Linked DNA regions of Capsicum annuum: region 1 is linked to region 2. Evidence: chromatin contacts called from public Hi-C data. All regions are on one chromosome and are shown on one strand. The core of a region is the stretch at or near the end of the contact, and the rest is flanking DNA. Distances in the headings are between cores, read along the strand shown.

What was found. Hi-C and Micro-C count contacts between places; a contact is called where the count stands out from the background.
Region 1: a Hi-C map of leaf shows a contact between it and region 2, with 1.7 times the contacts expected there. The contact joins the promoter of LOC107873378 here to the enhancer-like site in region 2. A contact is called at or near these places in 2 of 5 Hi-C or Micro-C datasets (leaf and placenta).

What each region holds. Positions count from the first base shown.
Region 1 is chr6:65,107,689-65,113,268 of UCD10Xv1.1, forward strand. LOC107873378 (acid phosphatase 1) reads right to left here and starts at 1,850. Exons shown (of 3, transcript XM_016720215.2): 1 at 1,063-1,850. The coding sequence starts at 1,472.
Region 2 is chr6:64,854,463-64,859,590 of UCD10Xv1.1, forward strand. It overlaps LOC107873377 (quinone oxidoreductase), which reads right to left. Exons shown (of 5, transcript XM_016720214.2): 4 at 3,260-3,517; 5 at 2,391-2,929. The coding sequence ends at 2,612. Among protein-coding and RNA genes, the nearest start is that of LOC107873377, 15 kb to the right of the region's middle. Within about 2 kb of position 2,664, at least 2 of the 5 cell types and tissues checked have an H3K27ac peak or open chromatin away from gene starts, as enhancers often do. A contact at or near this core is called in leaf, where this site is marked.

The DNA.
Region 1 (5,580 bases), core at 600-3,099, 250 kb after region 2:
ACTGAATAGGAAAATTTTTCAGTAAGATAGGTTTAAGAATCTATGGGGTGGGAGCTTCAGTCCAGGTGGAAGAATGACATGGTGTCACGTGCACACGCATCTGATCATGAGGGACCGATTAGGAAGTGTTGAACAAACATCCCCGAGGCTCGAATCAAGGAACAAAGTTCAATCCCAAAGAGACTCCGGAATCCACAATGTCGAGACCAGTGCCTCACCAGCATAGCTCGTCTAGCTCCGAAAGGGTAAGATCCAGAGATAGAGACAATAACCGATGATAAAGATAAGATATGTTCATCAACCCCAAAATCACGACAAAGGTTGAGATTTTCGCCAGTCAGTACGCTACAGCAGAGTTAGTGATCAAGTGGAAGACTATGAGAGGGGTGAACCCTATGCAATTAGTTCCCTAGTTTGTTCTCTATAAATAGTCCACTAGTCATCTATGTGGCCCCAAATTTCGATTCATACATTGTATACTCATACTATCTCTTTAAGCAAGAGTTCATTAGCTTCCCAATTCTTAAACTATTCTGGATAAGTTGTACTTAGGCCATTAAGGCCCAATTATCAAGATCCAATACACCGCTGGATCAAAAATTTTTTTATAACCGTGGTATCTGGGCCAACTTTCATGCACCTCGACTAAATCCACGGGATACGTGACACCTCCCACCAGCAACACCAAGGTTAGCAATAGATACCAGGTAACCTGTCCACCAAGGCTAGGATGGATGGGAAGAATCCCCTAGTATTTTTTTGTCTCTGCTGGGATATGAACTTGAGACCTCAGGTTCTCAATCCACTTCATTGACCACTAGGCCACACCCTTGGGCGGCATACACGGCTAGATCAATTTCGTGCTCCTATATTCATCCAGCTTACTTTTGTTGCCATTTCTTTCGTTCTTATTTCATTTACTAGATCATCAATTTAACTCACATGCCCTTAAACCACTAATAAATTCAACTATAACTTTTACGAGTAAACAAAGACGTGTAAGGGTACCAATAAGGAAGTAAATATAACAAAAAATAAAAACGAAATAGTGAAGAATCATACCCATAACCATGATCAGCATAATAGGGAAGATTAGAAAGCAAGGTTTCATCAACATCGAAAACCCACACATCTTTTGCATCAGCTCCCAAATTCACACTATTCGCAAAAGCTACAGCTTCATCAGAAACCCTGTCAATGTCCATGTTATAACCTGGACCCACAATGTATTGCCTGACATAGTGAGCACATTCCTCTGGAACAGTCTTCCATGGGCTTAAATTATTAGCTTCAACAGCAAACCTCCAACTCGTACACTTCAACTGAACCTCATCATCCTTGTAATACTGGGGTTCATTATTTTCGGGATACTCGATAATTAATGGCCTAGGAAAGACATGGGAGTTGAGATTTTCGTTACCAATGGCGACGGTAAACAGCACCAAGAATATGAAAATTCTCAAAATTGTCATTCTGGATATCAAGAAAATTCTTCCAATTTGGTCCAAGAATATGTGAAATACACAGTAAAAAATGATGGGTCCTTTTCTTGATTCCGATACAAAAGAAGTTCAAATTGTTAAGGATAACCCTAGTTTTTATGCAATTTAGGGGGAAACTGGAAGAAATCAGAAAAGATGAAGAGATTATATGGGCCCCAAAACTTGCTAATGAAGTAATGGAGTCAATAGAAGGGGGTTAAAGAATACGTATGTATGTATGTATATATATATATATAGTTGTACGTACGCGTACAAGACAGGAAATTGTGGTGATGGATTCCCAGCCAATAAGATTGCTTCATTTCCTACGGACGTTAATATAGGTTAGTGCCGTTATATTCACTTCTTTCCTCTTTTTTTTCTTTTCGGCCTTTTGTAATCCAAGTATCGTGGTTCGTCCGTTTCCTTTCACACGTGTTTTGTTGCTTAAAAAAAAAAAAAATAGAATATTGCCCGATTTTGACTTTTTTTTTTTTTTTTGCCCAAGATATCCCACAGCCGGCAACCGTGAGACTAATTCTTCGTTAGCGCATTTTGCATTAGGGAAGATCGAACTCCCGACCTCTTGCTCAAGGGACATAGCGCTGAACCACTATGCCAACTATAACTCTGGTGGTTGCCCGATTTTGACTTAGTATGGCTTTAATTAATTAATACAAATGAAATTGGCACAAATTTTTTGATGGCATTTTCATAATTAATGCATTTAGTAAGGGTGGGCTAGTAACTTCACAATTTTTTGACTAGCCAAAATATTCTTCAAACTTTAAAATCACCCTTTGTCAAAACCACAAATCAGAATTTCTATATCCAAAGAAAAAACATCTCCGTCCAACAATCTTTTGTCTAAGATTTCACTTGGCTAGTGGATCTTGGATCCCACTTTAATAGAAAGAGTTAAAGCTTTAGGATCCTCTTTTTAAGTCTCTTTTCTTCCTTCGATAAGAAACAACTTTTAGTATTACTATGAGAATGTGTGTTGCGTAATTAGGATTTAGGGATAGTGAGTGCTTAAAAAATTAAAAAAACTTAATGAGGTTTGAACTCGGGACCAAGGACCTTAACATCAACCCAAATTCCAATGCACCCAACCAACTTTCTATTATAGTAGGTGCTTTCATATGTTTTGTACATATTTTCATATATTTTCTATGTAATTATACCTATTTCACGTCGAGTTTAGTAGGTGCCAGAGAACCCCAAAATACAACATAGGTCCGCCCCTGGAATGTTTCTCCCTGATGGTTTATATAGATTTAAAAATACTTTATCAGATTAAATGAAATATATGTTGGGTTCAATTTGTGTGAATGAAAAATGGAGGGACACAACCCTTTGAGAAAACGACACATTGTTTTGGAAAAGAAGTGACTGTTCGAATAGTTGTGTTTGTTCAGAAAAAAGATACAATGTTTCGAATGAACAAACATGACACTTTCAAAGGATACACCTTTTCGGATGAATCATTGCCACCTTTCGGAAGGGGCACTTTATGGCTATATAAACCTGCATCTTTTCAACAGGTTAAGTATGAAAAATTTCTGCATAAGAAAAATATTCTCTTGCTTCCAAAAATTCTATGTAATCATCTCCCGTTGAGTGAGTTCGAAGAAAATCAGAAAGTTTGAGGTACCGCTACATTTTGGTTGTGAAGCCATTTTATCCTGGGAGAAAAATTCCGCAACCTTGGGTACTTGAGGGGAATTGTTTCCTTAAGGACACTCTGTGAATTCGGAGGACTTGGGTTTTTCTGCTTCATCTATTTTTCTTTAAGAAATTGAAAACATACTTCTTTGAAAGATCATTTTGATCTTGTGTTGAAGGTGTTGGACAACGTCATAAGTGTTCTTGGTTTATTCTTGAACTTGTGTTGAAGTAGTGTTGTGAAAATACAGATTTTGTGTACTCGAAAAAATAACAATCTTAAGGAAATAGTATTACTAATCTGTATTATTTCGTTTATTGTTTTTGCAGTAAATAGTTAAACTTCATATTGATAGTTCTTCAACCTTTTGAACTTGTGTTTGAAGTTCTTTAAACTTCATTTTGATAGTTCATAAATTGATTGAACTTGTGTTGAATTCTTAACATTTGGTTTTGCTATTTTCTAGAAAATAGTTTGAACTTCATTTTGTTGATGTTCATAAGTTGGGTTGAACTTATTGTTAAAAGTTCAAAGTTGTAAAACAGAGTTAAAACTTCATTTGATTCTTCATATGTTAATTTGAACATGTGTTTGAAGTTATTATTGAAAAATACAGATTTTATCAAAAATGAGAAAAACAACATTAAGGAAAGTATAAAAATATTTATTTTTTGTGTTTGTTTGGTGAAGGAAAAACAAATTTATCGCCATTTATAAATCAAGTATTTGATTAATCTGTATTGGGTTTGATTTTGTAGAGACTAAAATCTTTTGATTTCTACTCCCTCTATTAGAAGAATATAAAAACTTCATCGAGAAATCAGTATGAGAATTTGGTTCGAAAAATATAAAAACTTCACCGATTCGTTAAGATCTTTGTATTGGTTTCTGGAGTTTAAAATCTGTGGAATTTCACTCTGTTTGATTTTGATTATGATTTGAAGTCATAAAAACTTCGTTATGTTTCATAGTTCATTCGGTTGATGATTTTAAGATATAAAAACTTCATCATTTATTAGAAATAATTTGGCTAAAGATTAAATTCTTTATTGTTAATATTCTGAAATACTAAAGAGTATGTCAAAGATTGACAAGAAAATGACGAATGAAACTGAACAATAAATTGATTTGGTTGTGAATGGTACTGTCCCAACGACTACCAATGTTGTGTCATTAAGTCGTTCAGGTATTGCTCTAGCAATGAAAATGACAAAGAAATAGAAAAATATTTTGGTGTGAACTTCAAAGAATGGCAGCAAGTGATGTCATTTTGACTGACCAAACTTGCAATGCAAATGTTCACAAGTATAGATCCTCATATTCTTAAATAATAATAATAATAATAATAATAATAATAATGGTTGAAAATCAATTGTCTGATTTGAAAGATCTTTTGATTCATTCCAAGATAGACGGGGATAATGAGTTGAATGAAAAATCATCAATGATGGTTGCAAATCCAGTTAAGGATGATGCTCCAAATAATAAGAAGATGAAGAAATCTTCTGGACAAGAAAAGAGATTAGATAAACATGTTGGAAACAACTAGAAAATTTGAAAATCTATGTGATATAATCACTGAAAGCAATCTAGTTGGATATCCAAATGAATGGTGGTTTAATTTAGGAGCCACTAGATATGTTTGAGCGGACAAAGAAGCTTTTGCTACTTATGATTCCGTTGGTCCCAAAGAATTGATCTTCATGGGAAATAATATAATAGTCAAGGTTGAAGGAAGTGGGAAGATATTCTCAAAAGTAACTTTCGACAAGGTGTTAACTCTCACCAATGTTCTGCATGTTCCTACTATTAGGAAAAACTTAGTGTCGATGACACTTCTCATTAAAAATAGATTTAAGTGTCTGTTTATTTTGGAGAAAGTTGTAATAAGAAAGAATGAAACATATGCAGGAATGGGCTACCTCAATAAGGGCCTTTTCAAACTTTATGTAATGGTTATTGAAATGAAGAAAGTTGGGGCTTCTTCTTACTTGCTAAGAGTCAAACGATTTATGGCATAGTCGTTTAGGATATGTCAAGTACAAAATCTTGCAAAAATTGATTAACTTAAAAGTTTTGTCAAACTTTGAGTGTAATAAATCAAAATGTCAAATGTGTGTGGAATCAAAGTGTGCTAAGCATCCGTATAAGTCCGTTGAAAGGAATTCCAATTCCTTAGACTTAATCCACACTGACATTTGTGATATGAAGTCAACACTATTTCGTGGTGAAAAAAAGTATTTTATAACTTTTATTGATGATTGCACTAGATATTGTTGTGTCTATTTGCTAACTAGTAAGAATGAAGTAATAGATGAATTTAGGCAACATAAAACTGAAGTTGAAAATCAGTTAGAGAAAAAGATTAAAATGATAAGAAGTGATAGGGGCGGGGAATATGAATCTCCCTTTGCGGAAATATGTGTAGAGAAT
Region 2 (5,128 bases), core at 1,414-3,913:
TCAAAGTTCAAGTCTGAGACCACTATGACTTTGAAGTAAAAAATACTGTTTTACTAAGTGGAGGTTCAATGCAGAGCACAACTTTATTATGCATGGTAGTCTTCCTTCAATTAGTGGACTCTCTTATATTAATATTAAAATGAGTGAGGATTGGTGTTTTATGGGCATTTTAATATTAATTTTAATATTTGTTTACTGTCTAATTCTTCATTGTAACAACTAGTTTTAGTCGAACAAAGTGGGAGTTTTGTTTTGCTGCATGGTCCGTTTCTTTGTTCAGTTTATGCAGCATTATCCTTTCATTCTCATGCCATTATTTGGCAATGGACCCACGTGCATGGCTGCAATTTTCAGCTTCCAGTAACTCCTATTTCATTTGCGTTATGAGGCTTTAATCACAATAATTAATGGTGGTAGAATGTGGACATAAGTTTTATGTAACTCGTGTAACTTTCATTCTTAATTCCACCATTATCCTATCTTTATGTGGTATAACTCATGTAACTCTTGTAACCTCTAATCCATTGATATTCTATCTTTACTATCCCACATTCATTCTTATTCATTGCATGGAAGACTTTCTCTCCTATAAATAAAGGTGGTCTTGCATGATTTTGCTACACACAAGATTATAGAGAGTTCACAAAAGTTAGTAAAAAAGAGAGTTTATTAGTTGAAGGGAGGTGTTCTTTTTGTGGAGCTTTGAACTCAACTATTGTCCAGAGTTGTTGAGTTGTTCTTTGTGAGAAAGGTTGTATAATATCTTAGAGGGGACAAGTCAAGAAATTACTGCTGGACCGGAGAAATATTTTGCTGCAGTGGGCTTGAATCTCCTTAAAGAGAGCGAGATATCCGCACCTCAGCCGAAGAAGAAGAAGATATTCTATTTTTTCCGACAATTATAATTTTCAATTGTAGTTTTATTGTAATTTCACCAACAGTTTGTGGCTCTTCTAATTGTGTATGAAGATTTGGAGACATTCTTTTGGAAAAAAAAACAAAACTCAGCTCTGTTTGCAAATCCTAACAAATACAGGAACAGACTTGTGCATAAGAAACTTTCTGCGTCTCTGTCTTATATCGAACATATACAGTTGAACAGACCCGTGCACAAGAAATTTCTGTGGATGGTGATGTGACATGGCTATGTGGCTTTTTTTGGTGAAATTTTGTTAAGGGGGGATATTTTTGAGCCAAATATTTGACGGAGGAGTATTTTTGAGTCAAAAAACTAAAGAGGAGTATTTTTGATCCATTTCAGATAGTTCAAGGGTATTTTTGACCGTTTTTCGTTTTTAAAATAAAACACATCCTAATATAACATGCTCCACCCAACACAAACAAATATATCGCTTTCTAAGTTTTGTTGGTCAAATTTTTCCAACCAGATTAGGACACTGGATATTTATAATTGTATAACTCATGAAAAATGAATCTGCAAGAGTGCAGACACAAACAAATATATTCCTTCCTTAGTTTATGAATCTGCATTAGTGCATAATTCGTGAAAAATGACACTTAGTGATCAAATGCAACAGATCAGGCTCACTGAATATTACTCTTGATGATTGAGCTACGAGGTCTCCTTATGTGACAATCATGGTATTTCTTCATTCTTATGTCTTTATATACAATTTGAATCTACATAAACTTTTTATCATGTCATTTGCTCAGAAAACTTATCCAGTGATTCTGGTATGTAGATGCACATAGAATTGCATACCAAAATTTAAAATTTGAACATAACTAAAATAGGATCAGAGTTTGTACAAGACATTTTCTCTTATTTCATGCCCCTGATTTATCCCATTCTATTTTACATTTTGTTCATCTATAAACAATCTACTAACATTGCACGTTGAAAGAGAAAAATATTTGTTCGTTGAGAAAATTCGATAAAGAGAACTGGTGGGGGATATATTTGTTTGTCTTTTTTGTGGATAAGTTGGATCGAACAGGTGTGATTAAAGTGTATTTTATTTTTTTAAAATAAGGCATTTAATATTGAATTGGACTTTCCTGTTAAAGAATGAATACAGGTGAAAAGTTTGATAACACCACTCCTGCATAGGACCATACCGCTGTCTCGTCACGTATAGTTGGTACTTTATAATTTCTCGTTGAGGATGCAGGCAAATTTTTGGTCTTCGTACAATTCGAGTTAGATTTTCGTTCAGTTCAATTGGTGTGGAGTCGTCCAGTGTTTGCATGCCCTTATTTATACCATTTGAAAACTATTTTATACCATTTGATGACTTCGTTAGTATATATTCAAATAACTACTACAAATCACCATAAAAAAAATAACAACTATTGTCACCGCTAAAATAACTATGTACCTCAATGATTTTCCAATGATTATGAGCCAAAATAAGCTATCACGGCGCAGATTAAGCTGGGAAGAACCTCAAGGAACTAATATATGATGCTCATTCACTTACAGAAGGCTGGAAATCGAATACAGCATCAATGCTGTACAACACCAGGCAAATAAAACACACTATAGCAGCACAATGAGAAGCGAAAATCAGCAGAGATAGGGTTCAGCTCAAACTTGAAGTCCGCTTTGCCCTTTCATACATTTCATGTTGCCAGTACATAAAGTAGATTACTACTGAGCACCATCTGGAATCAGTACAACTGATCCAGATGTCTTCCTGCTCTCAAGGTCAGCATGTGCTTGTGCCGCCTGAGACAATGGGTAAGTATGATTGACACGGACACGTAGAACACCTGATGCAGCGTTTGCAAATACCTCTCCAGCAGTTTCCAGTAGTTCGTCCCTCGTAATGGTGTAATGCATCATGGTAGGCCTTGTCAGAAAGAGCGATTTCACTGCAAGAGCTGATAAAGGTACTGGATCTGGCGAACCAGATGATTGCCCGAAACTCACCATGAATCCACAAGTTTTTAAGCAGTCTAATGATCCCTGATCACAAAAGTTTCTTAATCAAAGGCTACTCAGGAACAGGTCACCCAAGTCTCTGCCCATCATAGTTTTCTTGTTCATTCTCTTAAAGGCTAAAGATGTTGCATTCAATTTTCCCCCTGAAAAGCTGGTTTATTGCTAGTTTACAGTTAAGGATTTTGCAAGTTGTGATCGTCTTAAAATAGATTTTAATTTCCAATAAGAAATTGTGTCAGATCCAAACCCAAAACCTACATGACAAACTTCACCATTCTGATGAAATTGTTTTTCTGCAAGCTCGTGTGAATTGGGACTAACTTGGCGATAAAGAATGAATTTAAATGCCAATACCTGAAATGTATCTTTCCCAACAGAATCATAGACAACTTCAACTCCTTGGCCAGATGTGATCTCATTGACACGAGTGACAAAATCCTCTTCCTTATAGATTATGACATGATGACACCCGTCATCTTTCGCTTGGATTGCCTTCTCTTTAGTTGATACAGTCCCAATGACTGTAGCACCAAGGGTATTTGCCCATTGGCACAATAGAGAGCCAACTCCACCTGCTGCAGCATGAACAAGTACTGTGTGCCCACGTTCAACCTGTAACACGCAAGACAATATAAATTTGATGAAAGTAAAGAAGCTATACCTTAGTTTGCAATTAAGAAACTAAGACAAACTGCTATTCAATTAAAAAGGATTTTAAAAAATAAAGTTTCGAATGAAAAGGAAATAGATGGATAAAATTCTAAGACGACAGCAAATTCTAATTTGTTGCACAAGCATTACACACCAAAATTAAGGAACGGTCACTTATTTTCCTTTCCGCTCTCTTCGAATCACTGATATAAACAGAGCTGGTTCACGTTCAGCATGTTGGATTTAGTATAGCACACTATTCTACAAACTGGACTGCCTCAACCTCCAAATCATGTTAGGAAGCATTTTGTCCCCCTTCCCATGGTTTGCGACTCTCAAGTGATTCTGTAAATCTCTAAGAATTCAATTTATTGGGTACCTGACACTGATCAGGAGAGGGTGGAGACACATTATGTTAAGCACTTAACCTTTGTCAAAACAAGAAAACAGTGCACCCATAATAAAATGTATTCCTTGATCTTGGCACTTTCAAGCATTCAAATCATCTATATTTAATAATTTTCTGATGTTGGATCTGCTTCAAATACTAGCTGCAAACAATCAATTAAACCAGCAGGAAATTAAAGATACCAGCCATTCCACAGTTCTCCAAAGTTGTTTTGGTACAGAGAATATCAGGATTTTAGGAGCATAGCCTAGCCATCCAGAACACAGATCTGCCCGATACCTCAAGTCAAAAATGGAGTACGGATGGTGCTTATATCTTTGTAATACTGGTAAGTCCTCCATTTTTCCCATTATCTCAAAAAAATCATATGAAATTTAAAAGTTGGAAACTTCAAAAAGAAGAAGAAAAGATCCATAATCATCTGCAGTATGCCCATCTAGATTACTAACTCTCAACTTCTAAAACACACACCTAATATCAAAAGCAACGGTATTGGTCTCCTCAAGACATACCACTGCAGACTATGTCTATTACTTCTTCAAGTTGTAGTTACTCATGCAATAACTATGAGAAACACACGATGCAGTTGTGAAAATCAATAGGACCTAGCAACCTGCTGGATCACCAGGAAATAGATTGATTTACTTAATAAAAGGAAAACAAGGATGAAGGAACCTCAATCATGGGATATGCATCTAATAGCTAAGCATCCATTAGTACTGCAGACTATGTCTAAAAATTGAGTTTACAGTAATAAGAGAGAATCAAATAATATTGTGTATTAAAATGTCTAATATTCCGTTAATTGTCCTTATATTGTGATCACATTGGTTAACATGTGGGAAAAAGCATCATAAACCATAAAACAAACACTTAATCATGCCCCTGTAAGAGTTGAGGATTTCTTCTGCAAATCATATAGTTTGAAGGCATGTCTCCATTTCGTTGAAGGGGAGCCTTGGAATAACTGGTAAAGTTGCTGCCATGTGACCAGGAGGTCACGGGTTCAAGCCTTGGAAATAGCCTCTGGCAGAAATGCAAGGTAAGGCTGCATACGATACACCCTTGTGGTGGGGCCCTTCCTTGGACACCGCACATAGCAATAGCTGTAGTGCACCGGGCTGCCCTTTTTTTGAGGAACAGATGGAAAAAAAGAATAGAGG